Linked DNA regions of Sus scrofa: region 2 is linked to region 1. A link is a contact called in public HiChIP or PLAC-seq data. All regions are on one chromosome and are shown on one strand. The core of a region is the stretch at or near the end of the contact, and the rest is flanking DNA. Distances in the headings are between cores, read along the strand shown. Region 1 holds the start of PLAU (plasminogen activator, urokinase). Region 2 holds the start of ADK (adenosine kinase).

Region 1 (6,572 bases), core at 3,938-6,437:
CCATTACTGCTCAGAGTTAACAGGGGCCTCTACGTTAGATCGACATTCCTTCTCTTCCCCCTGCATACACACCTATTCCAGGGGCTCCCTGCCATGTCCCTGCTCCCGCTTCTCACACACTTTCCATACATTTCGTCTTCTAGAACTTCCCTATTTTTTTTTGGTGGTGCCCACAGCAAGTGGAAATTCCTGGGCCAAGGATTGTACCTGTGCCACAGCAGCAAGCCAAGCTACTGCAGTGACAATGTTGGACCCTTAACCTGCTGTGCCACAAGAGAACTCCCTCTAGTACCTCCTAAAAGGAGACTGCCCTCTCCTCAGGACTCAGCTGCCTCATTATACTGTTATCAATCGCTGCTTGAAGAAAAGAAGCACCATCTGCAGGTGGGTAGGAAGGCAAAGAGACTGAGGGTGGGGATTGAGGGTGGTCAGGAAGGGAGGAGGGAGGATTCAGATTAGGAGGGGAGAGGGTGGAAATGTGTCATGAGGTTCCTCAAAATCGGTGAATTCTGAATCTCATTTTCAGTGAATGAACTCAGATGATTCACTTCCCTTCATTAGCCCTTTATTTTCCTCTCTGTGTAATGGAAAGGGAAGTGCTTGCACTTGCTTTATAGACAGAGAAGCACATAGAATCCAGCTTGGGAGGGTCATGAGCCCATGAAATTATACATCATATAGGCTGTGGATGCTATGTTGATTTTCTTCTGGACAGTATTTTTGAGTATACTAGCTCCTGGCTGAACATATTTCCTTAAACATCATTGACTTCTTGGCAGTTTTCAGCAAGTGTATCAGTTTCTGGTTTTCTATCCCAGCTCTTTGCTCCTGGGTATCCCCTTCAGCTTCCAGTTAAGCAGCCATTGCCATCCAACATGGTGACCTGGGCTCTAAATAGAAGCTCTAGGAGCACGGCCTAGCTTTGGTTCCTAGTGGCAGCTTCAAAGGCCAGATGGTCTGGAAACACTCTTTGAGGTAATAAGTTCTGGACTTAGGAGGTTACCAGGTTTAGATTAGGGACACAGGAAAATTTGGCCAAGGCTCAAAATATTCATGCAGAGGTCTGAGCTTACTGGCTTGGGTGGGGCTAGGAATTGAGCCAGAGATGACGAGGCAGAAAATGACGAGAAAGAGTAGGGGTCATAGGCTGGAGCTGGAGGGTCCAACTTGGCTTCACTGATCCTGACGAAAGAGTATAACCTCAGGGTGCAGCCCCTGGCTCTTTGCTTTCCATGAGTAAGGAAGCAAGTATGTGGCTTCCCCCGCCCTATTCTTTCCACAGGCCGCTGGGGGCCCAGCAGCCCCAGCACCTCCCCTATCATGTTACAGGCCCCAAACGTGGCTTCCAGTGCCTACTGTGAAATAGGATCTTCACTGTAGCATTACACATGCAGGGAGAAATAGTCCTTGGACCCATGGAAGCTATGTGACCAGCATTCACTGCCCCCTTCCCAGAACTGCAGAGGAGTCTATATGTACCATGTGTGGGAGGAAGAGAAGAGTTTCGTGCCACGGACAACTGGAGAGGAGGAGGGGAGAGTGGGAGTCAGGACTACAGGGTGAGCAGCACATGCAGCTGGCCGGTTGCTGGGAACTGCTGGCTGAGGACACAGTATCCTCACTTAACTGGAATCCTGGAATGGACTCTCGAGAATGACCTGGACTTCTGGGCCAGGACAGCCATGGTTAGGAAGGCAAGGCAGGCACTCGAGGTAGGAATTATAGTTTACAAACAAGGTTCATTCTTGTGTCTCTACCATGTAGAACTGTGCCTGACGCACAGGAGGCCCATGACGAACACTGGGTGAATGAATAAAGGAATAAATGAATGATTTCACACGCATGATCTCAATGCATGATCACAACGCATGATCTCATTCAATCTGCACAGTGAGTTAGGGGCAGGGTAGGCATTGCGTCTTTTTGCAGATGGAGAACAGAGACCAAGAGGATTAAGTGTCTTGCCAATTTGGATGACCTGACCTGTGGCTAGACTCCACATTTTCTCCATAGTACCAAGTTCAACATTCTTGGTATAGCAGCCCAGGGAAACATCCTGTGACTCGATGTGAACTTCCCTTTAGGTACTTCTGGTCAGAAAATAGCCCTTCAATGGCCCAGTTTCCTGAACACAGTTTCGGGGCCAATTTGACATCCTGGTCCTCCTTGCACGCTTGGTATCTGCCTATTTTTTTTATGAGCAGCTCTAGGAAGCAAGGCCCTCCCTATTAGTCTCCATTGCCACATCGAACTCGGGAGGTTTGGACTGCTGAGACACAGAGGCGGGAGGCTGGTGGTTTTACTCTGAGCGTCAGGGGCAGAATGAAATCACACATATTCAGTTCCTTATTTTCACATTCAACAGAAATTTCAGTAGCCGTGACCCCCAAGTTTGGTCCTGAAACTCAGGCAACAGACTAACTCATATTATAGCCGGGGCCTCACAGGAGCTCAGAGCCCACAGTCCTAGGAGTTTCTAGAAGGAGGTCTCCAAAGTCACCAAGTGGGGCTCCCCTGAGCTGGAACATCTTACATCATCTGGCCGTTTTCTTCATAGCCTCCTGTCTTGAACGTCTCTCTTACGAAGGCAGTGTGCTTAGAGAGCACAGGAACACGGGTCAGAAAACCTGGGTTCTAGTGCTGGCTTTGCCACTCATCAACTATGTATCTTCACTCCACCTCATTTTTCTCATCAGCAAAACGGATATAATGATTCCCAGCTACGTCATAAGGCAGTTGTGAGTTTAAAGAGGAGTGGTTTGTATCAGAGTGCTTTTTGGCAAAAGATGAAAATGAGGTCAGTACCATATTTTATGGCAAGGGGGAAAAAGACCAAAAGGAGGGAAACTTTGAGTGTGCCCCCAAAACTGTCTGTTCTCACTTGTTCCTGGATTCATTCATAATAAAGCACTTAGGGGAACAAGGCATGCACCAGGTGCTGAGGGAGAGACAAAGATATTTAAGACGTGGTCTCTGCCCTGAAAGAACTGAAAGACTAGCACATACTGCACCGAAAGACACAGAGAGCACCAAAGAGCACAGAGTGGAAAGGAAGTTCTGTCTTCACAGAGACTGTAGGATTGTTCAACCAGGTGAAGAGGCCATAGGAGGAAGGAGGGGGAAGAGGGGTGTCATGCTGTATAACGGTCTCCAAGCCTCTTTGTCCAAGAGGAAATGAGGTCATCCTGCTCTCAGAATCAGTATGACAGCCTCCAGCCAAGTAATCTGGAGTCATGAGAGCTGCTGGGGGAGCTCTGTGAATCAGAAGAGTCTGCTGGGAAATTCCTGATAACTAACCTAGGAGTTTCGGGGTAGGTCCTCAGGCTGTAACATCTCTGTTTACATTCTGATCACGTTTATTTACAAGGAATGGGTTTTAACTCCAAACAAAACATAGCAGTCTTCTAGAGGAAGTAGTGAGGCCAATTCTGCGGCCTCCAGCACTTCTGACTCAGTCCATTCCCCTGGAGGCTGGCAACTCAGAACTGGGCACAGAAAAACTCTCCCTCTGGAGGATGATGGGTCACCTGCCCTCCAAGCTGGATGGTTAATTTGTACTTTCCCAGGCAGAGGCTGTCATCCTAAGAGCTCTGGCTGGAGTACAACAAAGAGGCTTTCCTTCTTCCTGCCATCCTGGCACTCTCTCTGCCCACCTCTGCCCCACTCAAGTGGACCGAGACCCAAGGTCCAGGTTTGCCAAAATGCTGGCGGCTAGGCAGAGAGAAGAACCAAGCCTAGGCCCCTAGTGAGTTATAGGGATGTAGCCCCATCCCCTTCCACTAAGGGAGACAGTCCTGCAGGGTGGATTCAAATGACCCCAAGCCCTTGTTCCCAGCATTAGGGGAAAGAGGTGGGGGTGACTGAACTTCAGAGTCACTGCTGTGCTTCTTCAACTCTGCCTGAGGGATATGTGCGTGTGAAAGGGCTTGTGCGTGTGTACACAACTGCGTGCGCTCACCCACAAGCAGGAAGCATAGGTGGAGTCCTTTACACATGATCTGTCTTTATGGAGACCGATCTTATCTGATGAGCAATTATTTTATCTTACTAGAAACAAGGCTCTACGATGAAGTAGAATACTAAATACGCATGCATTTAAAAATCTGCAATTATCTTTTTGGAATGGGTGACACAAAGATGTGTTTTCAAAAATGTAAATAGTGTAAAAGGCCATACAGTGACAAATAAATCTCATTCTTGCCCTCAAGTTCCCTAATTTCTCTCCTCAGAGGTAAAAAGAAAACTTTCTATATTAATCAAACTTTACCTTTCCATTAATCAAGACTTTACACTTTCTAGTCTTTATTAAGTGTCTATACTATGGCCCAGGCAAACTAATGATTGGTTCATTAAAGGAACTTTCTGAAAGACCTATCAACACTTCAAAAGAAAGTGTCAGCAGTCTGTGCCCTAAGACTTTGTTATCACAATCCTATAATATCATACCAGATGAGCCCTAATTCTTATCCAGCCCTCATGTTCAAAGACCTCCCTTAAACCAAACTGCCAATTCCCAATGAAATCCATGCCCCCCCCCACCCCAACACCACAAGCTATCTTGCTGCAGTGAGCAACAAATTCAGCTAGCGTTATTCACTTAGGGGGAGCTGGCATACAACCGAGGCAGCCCGGGTGAGCAGGGGGGTTTTGTCCGTTTCAGAGAGCATGAGCATGTGTCAGGAGTATTTTCACATTGAGAAAGAGACTTCACAGCGCTGAGAACTATGCCCGTATACCCAGGGGTCCGAATCACTCTCGTAGGCAGCTGGGGCTAAGGGTAGAAAGGGTGAGAAAGAGCTGATTGAGGGGATCTGGGAGGCAGCATCATAGCTGGGGGCAGGGGTAGGGCATCTCCCAAATCGATCTTCTTTTTGTAATTCGGGGTTTGGTGGGGAGGTGCTGCTCAGGGGCGGGACCCAGGGCAGGTGAATGCGAGGAGGGGGCGGGGATTTTAGGTGCCTCTCTTTCCCTCAGTTCAGACCAATTTATCCCTCCCCTGGGAACCGCTCTGCCCCCTCACAGTTAAGGTTGAGGAAGCCCGTGGGGGGGCGGTCCGAGTCAGAGCTGGCCTGCAGGGAAGAGGAGGGAAGGGAGTGGATGGGAAGATCCCAGGCTAGGGCGGGGCCAGGGCTGGGGCGAGTCCTAATATAGAGCCTGCACTGCGGGCTTAGGAGCACAGCGCGGAGACTGAAGTCCTAGAGCCTGCCGAGCATCAGAGTGCCTACTAGTCCCCGCTGTCCCATACAGGCCATAGTCGAGGGTGAGTGTGGGCCACCCTAAGAGCACAGGGTGGATGCAGGCAGCCCCCCTCCTGCCGGCTTCACTTCCCCCTACCCGCTGGCCCCGCTCGGCAGCGGCTCCGCGGGGTCACCGCGACTCTGTGCCCAGCGCACAGGAGTCCTTCTGCGTGGCGGATCCAGGCTGTGCCGCGATCCCTGAGTCTCCAGAGAGGAGGGACGGTCAGGTTCGGGGAACCTGGTCACCGCGGGCTCATCCTGCAGGGGACCTAGGGGCTCCTGCCCCCAACTGCAGTAACCCAGCCTGTCCGCCTTCGCGTTTCTCCCCTTCTTCCCCTGACTTCTCCTTCCCTTGCAGAGCCGCTGTCTAGAGCCCAAGCCTCGCCAGCATGAGAGTCCTGCGGGCGTGCCTGCTCCTCTGTGTCCTGGTCGTGAGCGACTCCAAAGTGAGTGGCTTCTGTGCTTTGACTCTTGGCGGCGGGAGGGGGCTTGCAAGACCCCTGAACAGGGCCCGGGAAAGGAAGGGGCTGCTTAGGGAGCTAGGGTCCTCTAAATCCCATCAACGGCAGGGCCAGACCCTCCCTGGGAAATAGGGCAGGTGTGACATTGGGGTGTTGAGAACCAAGTGAGCTCTCAGTGGCTGGCAGGGGAGAAAGAAGCCGCAGGGACTGCCCTGCTCTGCTGGCACTTGATTCGTGAAGCTTGCTTGAGTCAATCCATTTCTCTCTGCTGGAAACCTATGATCTTTCATTTGAGAGCTAGGCAGACACGAACGGGGTGAAGAGAGAGGGAACCAGAGGGAAGGGTGAGCTTGGGGGTGGGGGCCAGTTTATCCTCACCCTGGAACCGCAGGAGCATGGAACCTTTGTTGAACTTTCCCTTTCTCTCCCTCCCTACTCATCTCTTCCAGGGCAGCCATGAACTTCATCAAGAGTCTGGTGCATGTGAGTATCCACCCCTTGCACAATATCTGCTTGCACTGATATCTTGGAAAAGCCTCAGGGGGCAGCCCCTCCCTTTACCAGCAAGAGGACTGGCTCCCTGATTGCTTCCTCCCACACTCCTTGCTTACCCCCCACCCCCCAACCTTTGTGTTCTGCAGCGAACTGTGGCTGTCTGAATGGAGGAAAATGTGTGTCCTACAAGTACTTCTCCAACATTCAGCGATGCAGCTGCCCAAAGAAATTCCAAGGGGAGCACTGTGAGATAGGTATGTGGATCCTGATTCTAACTGGAGAGGAGGAGGCACCAGGGATTGTGGGGCAGGGAGACATGGGTGGGATGCAAGAGCAGGCAGGCGTTAGGAGTTGGGGGTAAAAAGGAGGGGGGCATCTT
Region 2 (6,376 bases), core at 2,546-5,045, 210 kb after region 1:
GAACAGAAGACAAAGAAATCCAGTACAAATTTAGCAACTTCAGAAAGTGGATGGAAGTGATAAGGCTGGGGGAGATAAGCAGAGATTGGTTCATTTTACTTTCAGTGCAATGTAAAGTCATTTTTTATGTTTTACGCAGATTTATGCAGTCCAATTCATAGATTTAAGAGAGATCACACTGTGGAAATTAGATAATCAAGCAACTGGACTGCGGGACACTAGTTGAGAGATGAGTTATTGTGGTGGCCCAGTGTTGACACAAGGGATGGAGTAAAATGAAAAGATAAGGGCAACATTTAGGGTTGAGCAAAGTTTGGGCAGAGAAGGAGCACAGAGAGGAAACGTGAGGGATTTAGCCCTGATCTATATAGTCTGACCCAATTCTGGATATATTTGACTCCAACAGATATATGCAAAAGGCCATTGTATATATAGGTCTGGTGCTTCAGACAGAAGCCAAAGTGGAGAAAGATTTTCGAGGAATCATGATTTTTTTGTTAATGGCAACTGTAACCATAAGGAGACTAAAAAGACTAAGAGAGACTGAGCATAGTAGAAGAGAACCTATAGAAGGAACTTCCTGCTTTTGAGTAGCATGTGGGTCAAAGAGGTAGGCCTAAAAAAATACTGAGAAGATGTGACTGAAGAGGGCTTAGGAAAAAAGGGGGGAGGGTAATGGTTTTTAGTACAAGAGTGTGTTAGTGTGTTCCCAGAAGAATGGAGTGGTTAACATTTTAAAAGGCACAAAGAGGTCAAGATAGAACAACTGAGGGAGTTCCTGGCATGGCAGTTTAAGGATCTGGTGTTGCCGCAGCTGTGGCTCAGATTCAATCCCTGACTCAGAACTTCCTTATACCATGGGAGAGGCAAAAATAAATAAATAAATAAATAAAAAGGAAGATGAACTGAAAATATCCATTTTTTACAGTGGTTTTCAACTTTCTTTACATTACTGTCTCTTAATGGGCCTTGTCAAACCCCCCTTCATTAACACCTCTCATTCATAAAATTTTAATATCACACAATGTTTATCTCTTTATGTACTGTAAATATTGGTTTTATACATAAAAAGCATAATTTTTTTTCCTTACAAGAAGCAAATTTTGTCCCTGATGAGAATGTACAATTCAACACATAGGCATTGGTGATCTTAAAGCAGTTTCAGTAGTAGTTCAGTGGAATGCTGGAAGCAAGAATATACTGCAGCGGGCCAAAAAATAAATAGCAAGAAGTGGGAAAAAGAGAGATAAGGCGAGTAGATGATACAGTCAAGAACTCTGGCTGTGAAGGAGATAAAAAGACAGGAAAATAAACTGGAGTGGTTTATAAAGTTAAGGAAGACTATTTTTAAAAGCTGAAGGAAAAATGTGAGAAGGGAAAGGCTGATGATATAAGAGTGAGGGAATAACTATAAACAAAAGAAGACCCTGAGGATGTGGGAGAGGATGACACTGGGGAACTTAAGTGAAAAGATCTGCCTTCCTTAAGGAAAAGGAATACTTTTCCCTCTTTAAACAGAAGGAAAGCAGGTTTGTGTATTTGGCTGCAGAAAGATGATGGCTTCTATTTTCTCTGTGGAATAGGAGAGAGAGTCATCTATAGAAAGAGAGAATTCCTCTTCTCTACAAATACCATCTGCTACTCACTAATAATTATTAAGCTACTTAAAAATATCTAGTTTGCAGGGAACTCCAATAATCTATTATGTTTACTGTTGAGAAACAATGTAGAAATCCCAAGATTCGGTAAGAAAGGCTACCTTTATTGCCAAGAGAGCTTTCCCACCAAAGGTATGTTAAGTTTCAGATGATTTTTCATTCATCGAATTCCTCTTTTTCTATGGTCTCAAGTCAAAGTGTGCTCTGTTGTTTCCAACACTAATTTTTCCACTTGTAATTCTGATCCCATTTCCTTTTCTCTCTTCCCAAGTCTTAACTCCTTTTCCCTGGATCTTTAATCTTATACATTAGTTACCTGCTTTCTGCTCCCAAACATAAAGTGTCTGATATTCTTTGAAACAAACAAACCCCAAATCTTTTAGGGACCTTGCCACCTCAACAATCTTTTGCTTCATGGTCCAAAAGAAGAAGCAGGGAGTTCCTGTCGTGGCGCAGTGGTTAACGAATTAGACTAGGAACCATGAGGTTGCGGGTTCGATCCCTGCCCTTACTCAGTGGGTTAACGATCCAGCGTTGCCGTGAGCTGTGGTGTAGGTCGCAGATGCGGCTCGGATCCCGCGTTGCTGTGGCTATGGCGTAGGCCGGCGGCTACAGCTCCGATTCGACCCCTAGCCTGGGAAACTACATACGCCGCGGAAGCGGCTCAAGAAATGGCAAAAAGACAAAAAAAAACAAACAAAACAAAACCAAAAAAAAAAAAAAAAAAAAAACCCAAAAAAACAAAAGAAGAAGCACTAGTCTGCACGTGCAGTCTCTCCTCTCAGTAAATGATGCTTTAAAGCAGTTTTCTCAAATAACCCAATGACTTCCTAATCATTAAATCCAACGACCTATTCTCAGACTTCAACTTTGTCCTTTGATCCTTGCAGTATTTCATGTCCCTAATAAATTTGCCCAAAACAAGACAAATACTTCTTACCAAATTATGTGAAATTTCATCTGTTTTTGTTTTCACCTCGAAAGCTTCTTTCAGATGTACTTGTAAGTTTTTTTTTTTTTTTTTTTTTCTTTTTAATCTTTCTATTACCTCCACCTAAACCACTGTTTCAAACTCGATATATCCCAAACTCCACAAGATTCTTCCTTTTCATGTAAGGACTCCTAACTTTATGAAGGTACCACCTTTCTGATGAAGCGTTGGCTTCGGGTTCAATACAAATCCACCAAACCATATCATTCATCACTTTTCCATACTCGCTGTCACCTCCTCAGTTTTGATTCCCATCAACTCACTTCTGAAAAAATGCAACACTCTCCTCACCCTATTCCCCACCCCAGGCCCATCCTGGGCGACACGCTCTAACAGGACGTCCGCTTAGGTCAGTTAAGGATTTTGTCCTCCACAGTAGAAACCTGAGGCTGAGATCAGAGTCACCGGTATTCCAGCTCACTGTGCGTTACAAGACCGTTTTCCCGTGGCAGAGAACGGCGAGGGACCCAAAAAGCCAGAACCTCTTGGGCCTAGGGCCTAGAAACACTGGCAAGTACACCGCTCCCTTCCGGCCCAGCTGACAAGAAAGACCGGAAGGCCTAGTGGGAGGCACGGCCCCGGTAAACAGCACTGGAGACGCTTCCGTAGCCCAGCCTGGAGTTCAGAGCCTTGGCTATTCCGTCAACCCCCCAGATTTCGAGCTGTCCCCTATCCGCACACTCCCAGCCCCTCACACTCACCCCGACACCAGGGCCAGCCAGTGATTAGATGCGGGGTCCTCTCCAGAGCGAGGCTGAGGAAGCTGAGAAGGTCGTGAGGACCCCTGCAGTTGAGGTGCCTGGTAGATTGCCTGACTAACAGCCTCAAAGAAACCAACAGTATTGGAAAGATTAAACGAGCGGGAAGACGCTGAATGAGAAATATGTCTTTTGAAGTTTAGGATATAATCTTCTAGATCACACAGAATCTAGAAAAATAGGGAGTTTCGCATCTTCTGGACTCAGGCGCTCATCCGCAGTCTAAACCAGTTAGGGGTGCCCCTACAGTCGGACTGGCGGGGTCCGGAGGGGCTGTGCATTATCCAATGGGTGAGGCCCAGAAGTAAAGCCAATGGCTGTGGTCGGGAGAGGCGGGGACTAGGGGGAGGAGAGAGGGGCGGGGTCTAGAGGAAAGGAGGCGGTGATGGGAGGAGGGGGCGTGGCCAAGGAGCCGAAGGGGTGGGGCGTGCGCTGGTGCTTAAGTGAGGTGGGAGCGTGAAGATGGCAGCGGTTGAAGAAGAGCCAAAGCCCAAAAAGCTGAAGGTGGAGGCGCTGCGAACGCTGAGGTGAGCACTACCTGACGTAGGGTGGAGGGCAACGGCGCCTGCCGCTAACCTTGGCCCACGTGGGGTTGCGCGGCTTCGGCGCTGGGTGCTATCCTCACCGCCCGCCTGAGGCCAGCGCTCGTATCCGCTGGGCTGCGACCCTTTGCCCGGCGCCTGCCCAGTTTAGTTCAGTCTCCGCCTGCTCGCCCTTGGCCAATCACAGCGCTGGCGGGGCGCTCGGAGCTGGCGGTGGAAGGCTGTGGGCGCCACGTGGGAGCCGGTCCGCACAGGGCAGATGTGACCTAGGAGGACCAGACCCGACCTGAGCCGCGTCACCTGCGGCTACCTCCTTTTTCCTGGGGATAACGAGGAAAATGCGTAGCGACTGCACTACCCCGGGAGAAAAACAGAATTTAGGGGAATTTTCGCGGAAAGACGTCTTCACCTTATTTTTGGTATATTCGCTACTGAAGTCTGGTACCTTTGCAGACCCTTTTCCAGGGACCGGGACCCCACCTCCGAGGCTTTGCGGGGATGGAATTTGCCTGAATGGTTAGGAAAAGTTGATTTTTCTTACTTTCTTTGCATTTTTTGGCAGTAGTGGAGATAGTTCTCCACCTAATTTTTGCTTTACAGGTGATTTGATGTTTCAGCTTTTGCTTATTGGTTAATATAGTATCCCCTAATAAACATGAGGTGTAGTATATATATTCTTTGCTGATTTTGAAATGCTCCTTGGAAGGCAATAAATTTTGTGTCTTAAACTAGACATATCAAACTGATTTAGAACTCTTGAGACACTCCTAATTGTACAAGACAAAGCTCACTTCTTCCAACATTACCCTTCACCTCTGAAAGAGTGAATCATAATTGAAAATGAAAGGTCACTAAGGGATCTGGTGGTGTGTTCATGCTGTTTGAATGGTTAGTGACCAAATCCCTGCCAGTGCCTTTAATATATTTCATATTAATACTCTGGTTTCTCTTCAGATCGTATAAATCTTTCGCCTTTTAATATATTTCATATTACCCTCAAAAGGGCAAAGGTTTAGTGTGCCTACCTTACACAAAGAAAATAAACTTTTTTTTTTTTTGGATTCCTCAGGATGTTCTATTTTTGTTTTAGGATTTCAAACTATAGACTAAAGCAAAGGCTTTTGAATCAGACCTCCCTGGGTTAAAGGCATGTGCTTCCCTCCTTTGATCATTTATTAGAGAATTTCCTTAAAAAGCACCTCCTTTACAAATTTTCCTCTTTCAAATTGGAAGACAGCTGCAACTTTTCTGTTATCCTACATACAGCCCTCAGATTTTCTGTTCATGCTAATCCATTTTCAAAGTGCTTTCCTATTTTACAAATGAGAAAATGGAAGCCTGAGTGAAACAGTTGAGGAAATGAAGTATGAACCCAGAGCAGCTGGGTGCAAATTCATTGTTATTTGACTTTATTGTGTGCTTTTCTCTGCTTATGCATGCTTAAAATAATGATAAATAATAATGTTTAATATGTATTCTGTCAGCATGTTACCTACTTTAACTCATTCAATCCCACAGCAACCCTACAAGGAAGACACTATAATTATATCCATTTTATCAAGGAGAAAACAGGTATAGAGAGGTTAAGTAACTTGATCTGGGTCACCTATCTAGTAAATGATGGGGTTAGGATTTAAAAACAGTCTGATTCTAAGTCTGTACTTAGAATTTAATTACCATACTAAATTTATCAACTTTATGCAATTTATCCAAAAGCCCTAGTGAACTCTAGGGTAGTTCTCAACCAGGGGAAATATTGTCCCCCAGGGAACATTTTGGCGATGGCTGTAGACATACTTGGTGGAGAGTGCTAATGGCACCAGGTAGGTGGGATTTAGGAATGATGCTAAACATTGTACTATGCACAGGAAGCCCCCTACAACAAAGAATTATCTAGACAAAATTGACAATAGTGTGAGATTGAAAAAAAAAATTTTGGTTCTAGGGTGAGCAGCTGACAAGTCTAGCCTCTCTTTCTCAAATATCCTTTTTTTTTTTGGTCTTTTTAGGGTCACACCCTCTGCATATGGAGGGTCCCAGGCTAGGGGTTGAATCAGAGCTGTAGCTGCTGGCCTATACCACAGCTACAGCAATGCCGAACATGAGCCGCATCTGTGATCTATATTACAGCTCAAATCAATGTTAGATCCTTAACCCACTGAGCAAGGCCAGAGATTGAACTTGCATCCTAGTTTTTCAGTGTGCAGCAGTTACTGAAGTTGCAAAGAATAAGCTGGCTCTATCATGTTTTCTTCTTACTGAGTTACAGAACAGAAGAGGACATTGAGTGCCAGGCATTATACTAGGAGCTTTATATATACTATCTCATTTAATCCTTCCAGCAACCTGTGAAGTATGAGTAATTATCCTTGTGTTACAGATGAGGTATTTAGGGTTAAAAGAAGTTGAGAGAAACATTTTTTGGTA

What was found. HiChIP or PLAC-seq counts read pairs in DNA pulled down with a chosen protein or histone mark.
Region 2: a contact with region 1 is called in an H3K27ac HiChIP or PLAC-seq map of alveolar macrophages. The contact joins the promoter of ADK here to the promoter of PLAU in region 1. A contact is called at or near these places in 1 of 5 promoter capture datasets (fetal liver) and 1 of 2 datasets of contacts at active chromatin or transcription factors (alveolar macrophages).

The regions. Positions count from the first base shown.
Region 1 is chr14:76,624,126-76,630,697 of Sscrofa11.1, forward strand. PLAU (plasminogen activator, urokinase) reads left to right here and starts at 5,188. Exons shown (of 11, transcript NM_213945.1): 1 at 5,188-5,260; 2 at 5,596-5,683; 3 at 6,148-6,181; 4 at 6,340-6,447. The coding sequence starts at 5,627. The region is part of intron 2 of LOC102160869 (atherin-like); the gene reads right to left. It also overlaps a transcript of CAMK2G not described here.
Region 2 is chr14:76,832,277-76,838,652 of Sscrofa11.1, forward strand. It overlaps ADK (adenosine kinase), which reads left to right and starts at 3,796. Exons shown (of 11, transcript XM_003359240.4): 1 at 3,796-3,934. The coding sequence starts at 3,870. AP3M1 (adaptor related protein complex 3 mu 1 subunit) reads right to left here and starts at 3,398. Exons shown (of 9, transcript NM_001243516.1): 1 at 3,351-3,398.